Regions from separate parts of the Danio rerio genome. Here region 2 is linked to region 1. The links are chromatin contacts, called in public HiChIP or PLAC-seq maps. All regions are on one chromosome and are shown on one strand. The core of a region is the stretch at or near the end of the contact, and the rest is flanking DNA. Distances in the headings are between cores, read along the strand shown. Region 1 holds the start of foxd3 (forkhead box D3). Region 2 holds the start of atg4c (autophagy related 4C, cysteine peptidase).

What was found. HiChIP or PLAC-seq counts read pairs in DNA pulled down with a chosen protein or histone mark.
Region 2: an H3K4me3 HiChIP or PLAC-seq map of gastrula embryo shows a contact between it and region 1, with 3 times the contacts expected there. The contact joins the promoter of atg4c here to the promoter of foxd3 in region 1. A contact is called at or near these places in 1 of 18 Hi-C or Micro-C datasets (an unstated tissue) and 2 of 4 datasets of contacts at active chromatin or transcription factors (embryo and gastrula embryo).

What each region holds. Positions count from the first base shown.
Region 1 is chr6:34,607,757-34,613,105 of GRCz12tu, reverse strand. It overlaps foxd3 (forkhead box D3), which reads left to right and starts at 2,089. Exons shown (of 1, transcript NM_131290.2): 1 at 2,089-3,887. The coding sequence starts at 2,320. The coding sequence ends at 3,435. It also overlaps a transcript of itgb3bp not described here.
Region 2 is chr6:34,829,466-34,834,377 of GRCz12tu, reverse strand. atg4c (autophagy related 4C, cysteine peptidase) reads left to right here and starts at 2,093. Exons shown (of 11, transcript NM_001002103.1): 1 at 2,093-2,161; 2 at 2,472-2,597; 3 at 2,735-2,818; 4 at 2,977-3,207. The coding sequence starts at 2,522.

The sequences.
Region 1 (5,349 bases), core at 840-3,339:
ATGTGTGCTTAAATGTACATTTCATTAACAAACTGCGAAGGTATAAAGCCGGATTTATGGAGCTTCAAAAGATCACAGAGAGGACGAATTTGATCTCCTTTTGGGCGATATCATCCACGATGTCTTTCAGTGCGCATTGACTCGAGATATATGGTCTTTTACATTTTAAGCTGAAGACAAAACCCTTCATCATTCTACAAAAACCGGCGCTAAAACGCAAGCGAATAACCACATGCATTTTATTAGCACTAATAATTATAATTAACCTCACAATGCGCATCTACAGCAATAAATTAACAAATCTCCGTTGTTTGTAGAATATTTGGCTAAAACGAAATCCTATGTTCTTTGATATATTAACGTTACGTGCACATCAACTATTAAACAATTACGTAATTAGCAGAAGAACAATTTTCCAAAGCAAATATTGGTTTTAGGCAGCGTTGATGCTTCCTCGTCTTCATCCTCTAAGTAGCCCGTATTGATAAACGGGACATCACACGGGCCACTGTCCGCGACCAAGCTCTTTAATACCATTAATAATGACGTGATTCAATTAATCTCATTCATTCGCCATGCAAAAACAGCTTCAAAGATTGTAACACAAGCATGCGTTCCTCGGAGATTTGAAAGGATGGTAAGCAGGCTAAAGGTAAAGGTCGAGGTGAAAGGTGCTGGCCTATTTGCAGATTAAATGTCATCCAACAAAAACAAGTGATGAAAATAAAACATAACCGCTGTTTGATTAGCTTCCTAAATGGACAAAAAAGCTCATTATTTGTTTCCTAATTATAATTATAGGCGGTTTTTATAACCATTATGATCATAATATTAATAATATAATAATAATAATAATAATAATATTTATTTTGATTATTAGGCTATAGATTACAATTTTAATAACTACAAAATCACTGTTTAATAATTCGTTTTGGTAATAGGCTGGTAGCAAATATGCTATTTGAGAGCAGTGCAACAAAGCCTGCATTAAAACACAGAGATGAGCAATTCACTGAAGAAATATCGAGCTTTACAGTTTGCTTCTCACAGTTGAGAAATGTATACAACCTATTTCGTAAACACTAATAGAATGGTAGTGAAAATAATTGATTCGAGCGTTTACATCAATTACACCATCCTTTATTTTCATTACAGCAGAAGCAGAAGCCTATTCCAAGCTGAAGATCAATAACACGTAATATTACTTGTAGTTAAATAGCCTAAGTGACGAATCCAACCACGGAACATTTTTTTTTTTTTGCGCATCGACAAAAACGGGACAATTACATTAATATTTAATCTCACAAAAACCAAAGCATCCAAGTGAAACCCCACAAATAAAACAGTATAATTAAACCTGCAGCTCCTGTGAAGAACCATTTTTTCTCACACGATTCAGGAAACGTTAAGAGTTTACATATTCTCTCTCCGCTTTCTTTTTCTTGAGAATATCCCACATGCGTCGCTCACCTGTGCGCGCGTGAATGGCTCCTATGCATTTGACCGCGCGCTCATTTCCTACTTAATTCATATGTTAACAAGAGCAATGATGAGGGTCGTTAGCACCTCTACAAAGATCTTTATAGAGATTTCTATTGTTTTTGTATTTATTTCACACTTAACAAAATCAGTAATGCGCCTATACTGAGACGCAAGATTGCAACTCGGTTCCAAATGCATTTTTCCAACGACTTTAAAGCACAATATTTGAAAAGCGTTGCTTTAATCATGCATTATTCGAGCACACAATATAAATGACAAGAGATTTCATTAACTTAGCTGTAGACGTTTTCGTTCAGCAGCTTTCATATAATTGGCCTAAGAAAAGTTTAAGTTTGCGTTTAGCGCGGATGAGTTAATGCACGTCAGCTCTGGAGATGATTTCAATCATGCAGGCCGATTTTCTCCCCTCCGCCACCGCTAAATGGTCTATGACGGACGAACAGAGGCGATGTTACTGTTGTTCCCTTTGTTGACAAATCCATGAAACAACTTCAGCTCAGCGGTATAACAGCGCGACCTCTGACGTCAGCGGGTCACGTGACGCGCCTGATAGTATATCTTTAAGTGAAAAGTAATCTATCAGACAGTCCTTAAAGCCTGCTTTTCAAAGCATGTGTCATCTTGACTCTTCGATTCAAAGCCACGCGTAAGTTTTGAGGAAATACAGTGGGAAAAGAGACCCAAGCAAGCCTTCGGACTGGAGAAATATTTTCTAAAGTTGAAGTTTTCCTGACAGGCCGGGACCGACCTGCATTTATAGCCACCGGTCGTCAACTGATCTTACCTTGGGTTGCTCCAGCAGCAAAGTGCGCGGTGATGACCCTGTCTGGAGGCACCAGTGCCAGCAACATGTCCGGTCAGACCGTGCTCACAGCTGACGATGTGGATATCGACGTGGTCGGGGAGGGTGACGAGGGGATGGAGCAGGACAGTGACTGCGAAAGCCAGTGCATGCAGGACCGGGGAGATGAGGTGGAGGAGATCGAGGTGAAGGAGCGCAGCGACAGTCCCTGCGAGAGCAACGCTGACGGAGAGACCAAGGGGGATGCTCAGGAGAGCTCCACCGGTCCCATGCAAAACAAGCCCAAGAGCAGCCTGGTAAAGCCGCCCTACTCGTACATCGCCCTCATCACCATGGCCATCCTCCAGAGCCCGCAGAAGAAGTTGACGCTCAGTGGAATCTGCGAGTTCATCAGCAACCGCTTCCCATACTACCGGGAGAAGTTTCCGGCCTGGCAAAACTCCATTCGCCATAACTTGTCGCTCAACGACTGCTTCGTCAAGATCCCACGGGAACCGGGCAACCCGGGCAAAGGCAACTACTGGACCCTCGACCCCCAGTCGGAAGATATGTTCGACAACGGTAGCTTTCTGAGGAGGAGAAAACGCTTCAAGAGGCATCAGCCGGACATTCTCAGGGACCAGACCGCCCTCATGATGCAGAGTTTTGGGGCATACGGCATTGGGAATCCATATGGACGTCATTATGGAATTCACCCGGCTGCATACACGCACCCTGCCGCTCTGCAGTACCCGTACATTCCCCCTGTGGGTCCGATGCTCCCTCCGGCGGTGCCTCTCTTACCCTCCGCCGAACTGAACAGAAAAGCTTTCAGCTCTCAGCTAAGTCCAAGTCTCCAGTTACAGCTAAATAGCCTGAGCACCGCGTCGATTATCAAATCCGAGCCGTCCAGTCGACCATCATTCAGCATAGAAAACATCATCGGGGTCTCCAGCAGCTCTACGAGCGCACAGACTTTCCTGCGGCCACCCGTGACGGTGCAGTCCGCCTTACTGAGCGCTCAGTCCCTGTCCTTAACCCGGACATCAGCTGCCATCGCGCCCATCCTCAGCGTCCCGTCAAATATCATCTCCGGACAGTTTTTACCGACAGCGTCCACAGCAGCGGTATCGAAATGGCCTTCTCAATGATAATCAAAATATTTTTAGACATATATATATACATATATATATTTTAAAGACGATACAGCACGAACTATAGGCAGCACTGGACAATTCGTCCGCCCCAATGTAGCCATGTAAAGACTTTTGAGAAAAAAAAGAAAATTCATAATCAAAAAGGAATGCTTTCAGTACAGGTAATGTTTGTAAATATTTGTACAAAGAAATTAATTTACATGTCCTTCTTTCTATTTCATTTCGTTGTTTAAACTTATAGTTGAGTGAATCTTATTTTTTCATATTTTGTTTTCATCTTGAAAGATGTGATGTTTCTGCCCTGTTTTCCAATATGAAATATTAAACTGTTCTTATTGAAAGAAGACTGAAAAAAAGTATGTTTATAAAATTTTAAATCTATGTATTATATGTAGCTATATTGTGTTGTAAATCAACTTCATTTGTTAATAAATGAAAACAATCCAGTTCATCTCAAACAATCGATTTTATTAAATCAAAAAATATTTCTAAAATTTCAAGCATATGTAATATGGTATATGATATTGATTTGTAACACCATAACAGCATAATATCAACAGTATTTAATAAAAAAAAATTATCAAAATCATTTCAACATATTGCTTAGCGTGGTTTTAAGAAATGCGCAAATACGGTTTTAACGCAATTAAAGTAGACTTAGCATTATAGTATTTTAGCTTTTATCATCAAAATAAATGTTTAAGCAATTTTGTTTTATGTGCATACAAAACTAAAATAAAAATATAATCGAGGTTTGATATAGTCTACACAATGAAGCTTGCTAGTAAAGTAGGCCTATACTTTATGTATATTACAGCCGTTATTTTCATTACATATTTTATCTAAAAATAGAAATCCATATATACCACAAGAACATTTTAAATTGACTTAAAAATCCTTTGCAAATATAACAGCTTTAATTTCAGAACAGCATCTCCGTCTCAGGAGAATTTTACAAAAAACGATTTATAATCAGCTGTCTTGAACTTGCATGCAAGGCATTTAAAAACTAGTAAAATCTGATCATAATTATACACATAATTCTACATTTAACAACCAACACTAGTCTTACATTTTTTCACAAAATAAGTTATAAAGTAGCAACATTCTTTTGTAAATAAAAGAGGTCAGTATAGCCGCAGAAAAACCCCCGTATCCGTTTACAAGAAAATTAAGGCGACCTAAAATGTTTGGGAAGTTGTTCCAATTAAAGCAACACTCGTTCACAGTTGTGTCAAGCTAATCACTTCTACTCAAACAGCAAATGGTTGGCGGTGTGTGGCAGACAAGGGTTGGGGCTATATTTAAGTGATACCCATGGGAAAAGAAAAAGAACCCTCTTCTTGACTTCACTTTCAGGCTAAAGACGCTGCTGAGATTGACCTCCTGAATTCTAAACAGTGGCCCTATAATCCACAACTGTCCCATTATTTCTGAAATTGAGATAAACGTGTGTAAGCACATTGTTCTAATACCTTTCTGTCACAGTGGACTTTGACAGCTCGTTTCTATACAACAATTTATTTCTGGATTCTCGGTCAAATACTCTTATTCAAATGAGCTCAAAATATGTTGCTGCTGTTCTATTTTTAATTTTACGATATTTTGCACAAACACTGGTAATCACGTTCATCTTATTTCAAGTAAGTATTGATAGGACTAAGTCTGAATTCCCTTGCCGGAATTGTTGTGGAAATTATTTAAAACGGGTAGCGAAAATAAATAGCCCATTAAAAACAAGTTTGTGATAATAACAACAATTTATTAAAATAACAATATTTAATTAACTATAATAATAAACATATTTCAAAAGCAGCATACGATTGTAAGTTTAAAATAACAGACTAATGATGACTGCGAAAATAAATCGTTGTCACAAAAACAAATTAAACGTGCTAGAAATTACAC
Region 2 (4,912 bases), core at 844-3,343, 220 kb before region 1:
TGTGAAAATAGCAGCGGATATCTTTTGGAGATACTGTTGTCCTAAAAACTGAAAAATTCTGAAAAATAAAATAAAAATAAATAAAATATGAAATAAATAAAAAATCCTACACATACCTTAGGAATGGTATTACAGAAAATGTTGACGGTTTTAAAATGTTGACTTTTCCAAACCGCGGAACACCTTGAAAACGGTTATCGTCCCATAGTGGAAGTAGGGCTTTTCAGAAATGCTAGATGAAACGCCAGTGTGGACGTGGATCGTTTTTTGTTCTAAAATGCTATTTTAAAACTAAGACGTATTGATGTAAACAGGGCCTAAGTGTGAATTTTTCACGAGCGGGTTGCTGCTGTGATGGGGGCGGAGCGGAGTATTGCGATGCCGGCTCAGCATTGTGATGTCCATCAGCGATGTCTAAAAATGAGGAGTAAAAAATGTATTGTATTTACTTATTTATGCAATTTATGAAAAAAAAATCTAATAATTTTTGTCTTGTTTCTAGTCCAAATATCTATATTTTAAAGCAAAAATATAATTTTTTATGATGTACCCCACTAGCAGATCATTTTGTTCATTTTAACTTATTTCTTCTAAAGGTGAAAACAAAACAATATTCTTACTTGATCCAATCTTAATTTTTAGATATATAAAAAAATGAGATTAGAAAAAAAAATTTTAAACCAACAATACAGTGAAAATGCAACATCACTTCAACAACTCATAGAAAATAGCGGATGGTGTATTAGTGCATTAATCATTGAGGTAAAGTTGCTTTTCAATTCACACATCTGATTCGTACTTTGCTATTTAAGTAAAGCAGAATTTAAAAATGGTTATTTAACATGGAAATTGTGCTAAAGTTGTTTTAAAGTCACATTTAGATGCGATTTCAGACAAACAACATTCGCATTTCATTGACTGTGAACAATGTTGTACGTTGATAATCATTGGCTGCTAATATTGAAATTTGAAAAAAAAAAAAACTTTTCTGAAATTATATTACCCCAGTGTATTAATCCATCATACCATACCAGCTATTTATGAGAAGCCCTCTTTTATAGCCTGAGTGGATAGATGACCACCAGGGAATGCAATGAAACTGTTTATCTATCTCTGAAGCGCAATAACAACCCTACGAATGGATCGGCAGACATTGTTTTTGCTGAGCTTCTCGGCATCGCCCACTTCACAGGAATGCGCCACTTCACTTGTAAAGAAACGCAGACGCTCGGACGTGCTTGCGGTCAGTGCTGTGACTTCATACTGGAATATGTGCTCAAACTTTTTAATTCTGCCAAAATATATATTATATAACGAAATCAATTGGGAACCAACATATAATTTGAAGGGCCTTAGTTTTTAATATATATATATATATATATATATATATATAGCCTATATATATATATATATAGCCTATATATATATATATATATATATATATATATATATATATATATATATATATATATATATATATATATATATATATATATATATATACACACACACACACACACACACACGGTTATATACAATTAATATTATATATATATATATATATATATATATATATATATATATATATATATATATAAACTATAATATTAACTTATATATGTGCATAACAGCAGAGCCATCAAATGTAATAAGATTGTTTTTTTCTTTTTTTTTTCTTTTTTTTGGTCACCAAATTCTTGTACTCTCTTTTAATTCCCTAAAACCACTGCGTTGTCCACATTCTTTTTGGTGATGTTTAGTCTCCTCAGCTTCTCACTGTAGCAACTGATTTTTTTTTTTTACTTAAAAATGACCAGTAACAGAAATACAGCAGAGGGTCATTAAATATGATAAGGCTATTTTATAATCAAATAATTCTGATACTCCTTATTTTTTACTCACACCGGCCCAGAAGCCACATGACCACATACCACAAGCTTCTTTTAGTATTGTTACAAACCCGTAATAAGCACCAACATGTGTCGACCAAAGGTTTTTTAACCAGGCCTTTGAAATATCTACATTCAAAAGTACGCGTCTGAAGCATAGGTCTGAAGGGAGAATGGGAAATACCGCGAGACCGAACGAGATCGCCACTTCCTCAAAATGTAAACAGAAATAGCTGCAGTGGGTTCTTCAGTATAACAAGACATGTAAGCAGGTATAGCATAAAGTTGTTGTACATTTAATAATATTTTAGATAGACTTTTAAAAATTAAAGTTTGCATTTACGCTGCGGTTACTTGTAACGTTTTTTTAAATGTTTAAGCTTACTTACAAGCTTACTAACTAGCATGCTAGCCACCAGTCTTATGAACTATTTTTAAAGTTAACGTTAGTTTCCCAGTGCTTTAATGCTGTTGTTTTTCTATTTAACTTTCTAATTTTCATATATTTTTTCATATGTGAGTAAATAAGATCTTTCTGTATGCGATATAACATGTTTGGCTCGTATTGAAAACTTCTTGTAGAAACTTAGTCTGTTACGTGCTGTGATGGGTTTTGCTCCGTGGCTGAAAAAATGGAGACTAAAGGGACCGACGAGGTGGAGACACTGAAGTCCAAATTCATGTCAGCATGGCACAGTGTGAAATACAGTATGTAATAACATATCTCACGTGTTACTAAGATGTTATAATGCTAGTAGTCCTTTCATCTTTCATCGTCTTTTAAAGTCACAAAATCATGACACGCAATGTGCACGTGACTAACGTTAATCTTGAATTTTTTCAAGGCTGGGCTCTAAAGTCAAAAACTGCTTTTAGCCGTAATTCTCCTGTATTCTTGTTGGGAAAATGCTACCACTTCAAGGTTGTGGGTAAGTTGTTTTACAGTTAATATTTACACCAATTTCATAACTAGTCATAGGTTTTTGAGCTTATGGTCATTTTTAATTTAGTATATTTCTGTCTGTTTCCTTTTTAATTAAATAGCTGGTATCTGGTTTATCCTAAAATAATCTATCTGTTTCCTCAGATGATGAAAACCCTACTGAGAGCACAGCTGAGGCATTAGATGACGATGTTGTCACAGGCAATGTTGATGAATTTCGAAAGGATTTCACCTCTCGAGTTTGGCTGACCTATCGAGAAGAGTTTCCTGCTCTTCCGGGCTCCAGCTTCACTTCAGACTGTGGCTGGGGTTGTACACTCCGAGCGGGGCAGATGATATTGGCACAGGCACTCTTGCTTCACATCTTGGGTAGAGGTGAGATCAGGCCAACAGTGAATAAGTTGGGATGGAGGGATGCCCACTTTTTCAATGAAGCTTATGGGGAGAATATAATAAAAAATATCTAATAATAAATTAGTTAAAGGAGAGATATTACATTTTGGTGATATTCTTAAATTACATTGACATTTTATTTATACACACAACCGTAGAAAGCATACTGCATGCAAGTAATTTTTTTTTTTTTTGTAATAAAATGGAAAAAAAAGTAATATGAGTAAAATAATGTTCTATCTTCAATAAACATAAAATATATATTAATGTAAAAATAAACTATATACTTATTCTTGCTTGTGTTTGTATTAAGAGAATGTAAAACAATAACTAAGAATACAAAGTACATTTTTAATTATTTTAAATTATTAAAAACTTGCTGACAAATTATTGGCTCAGTAGAAAGATTTATATTAGTATTATTATTATATTAGTATTTTAGTATTATATTAGTATTTTAGTGTTCCACAGAAAGATCTGATTTACTCCATAAAACCTTTTATCACTTGTTTTTATGCAGCATTTTAATGCTTAAAACTAGTATTTTTAGTGTATATATTGTATTATAGTGTTTGTGTATATATACAAATGATTTATGAATGATTTATTTTCACAAATCATTGCTTCTTGCTGTAGACACTGGCTGCCTATCACTTATGATCCTCCTTGTTCTTAGCGCAGCCTTTGACACTGTGGATCACTCCATATTGCTTTCACAAATGAAAACAGTCTTTGGTATCACGCTCTTAAGTGGTTTGCATCATTCCTTTGTAACCGCTCGCAGTTTATCGACAAGGGAGGACCTAAATCTAACACAGGCTCTGGCAAATTTGGCATCCCTCAAGGATGCCCCCTACTCTTTTTCCAAGTATATTTTATCACTTGGTCATCTCCTGGACTCCCTAGGTCTGAAGTACCACCTTTATGCTGATGACACTTAGACATACGTTCACTCCAAACCTGGCAATCTTTCAGCTGTTACACACTTGGAACACTGTATTTTGGAGATAAAAGATAGATGTCTCAAAAAGTTCTGTGCCTGAACACTAACACGACAGAGGTTATGGTTATTTGTTCTTCCAACCAACTACATAAAACTAAACCTCTTAAAATTAACCCGGATGGCTCCTTCATGGAGGTTCAGGCCAAACTTAAGAACTTGGTGGTAATATTGGACTTCATTTTTTCATTTCAAAAACATTTCAAGAATCCACCCCATGCTGTCCTTTTTTGAAGCAGAAAAACTGATTAAAACATTTTTTTTTCCCGCCTGTACGACTGCAATGCCTTATTAGCAGGCGTTTCCAAAAGTAACATCAATAAACTACAATACGTTCAAAACTCAGCTGGCAAAATTCTGACGGAGAACAAAATCAGAGATCACATTACTCAGGTTTTGGAATCACTCCATTGATTACCAGTCAAATTCCATATCGATTTTAAAATTCTCATGCTCACATACAAGGCCCTGCATGGTCTAGCTACACATTATATGTCTGAACTTTTAACACGGTACTCCACTTCACGTGACCTCTGTTACTCTGGTCTTTTAACAGTCCCCTCCACTCGTCTGCATTCTATGGGTAACCAGGCTTTCTCTTCCCTAGCTCTGAGGTTCTGGAACTCTCTCCCCTATGACATTAGACATGCTGAATCTTTTAGATTGTTTAAATCATCCTTGAAAACT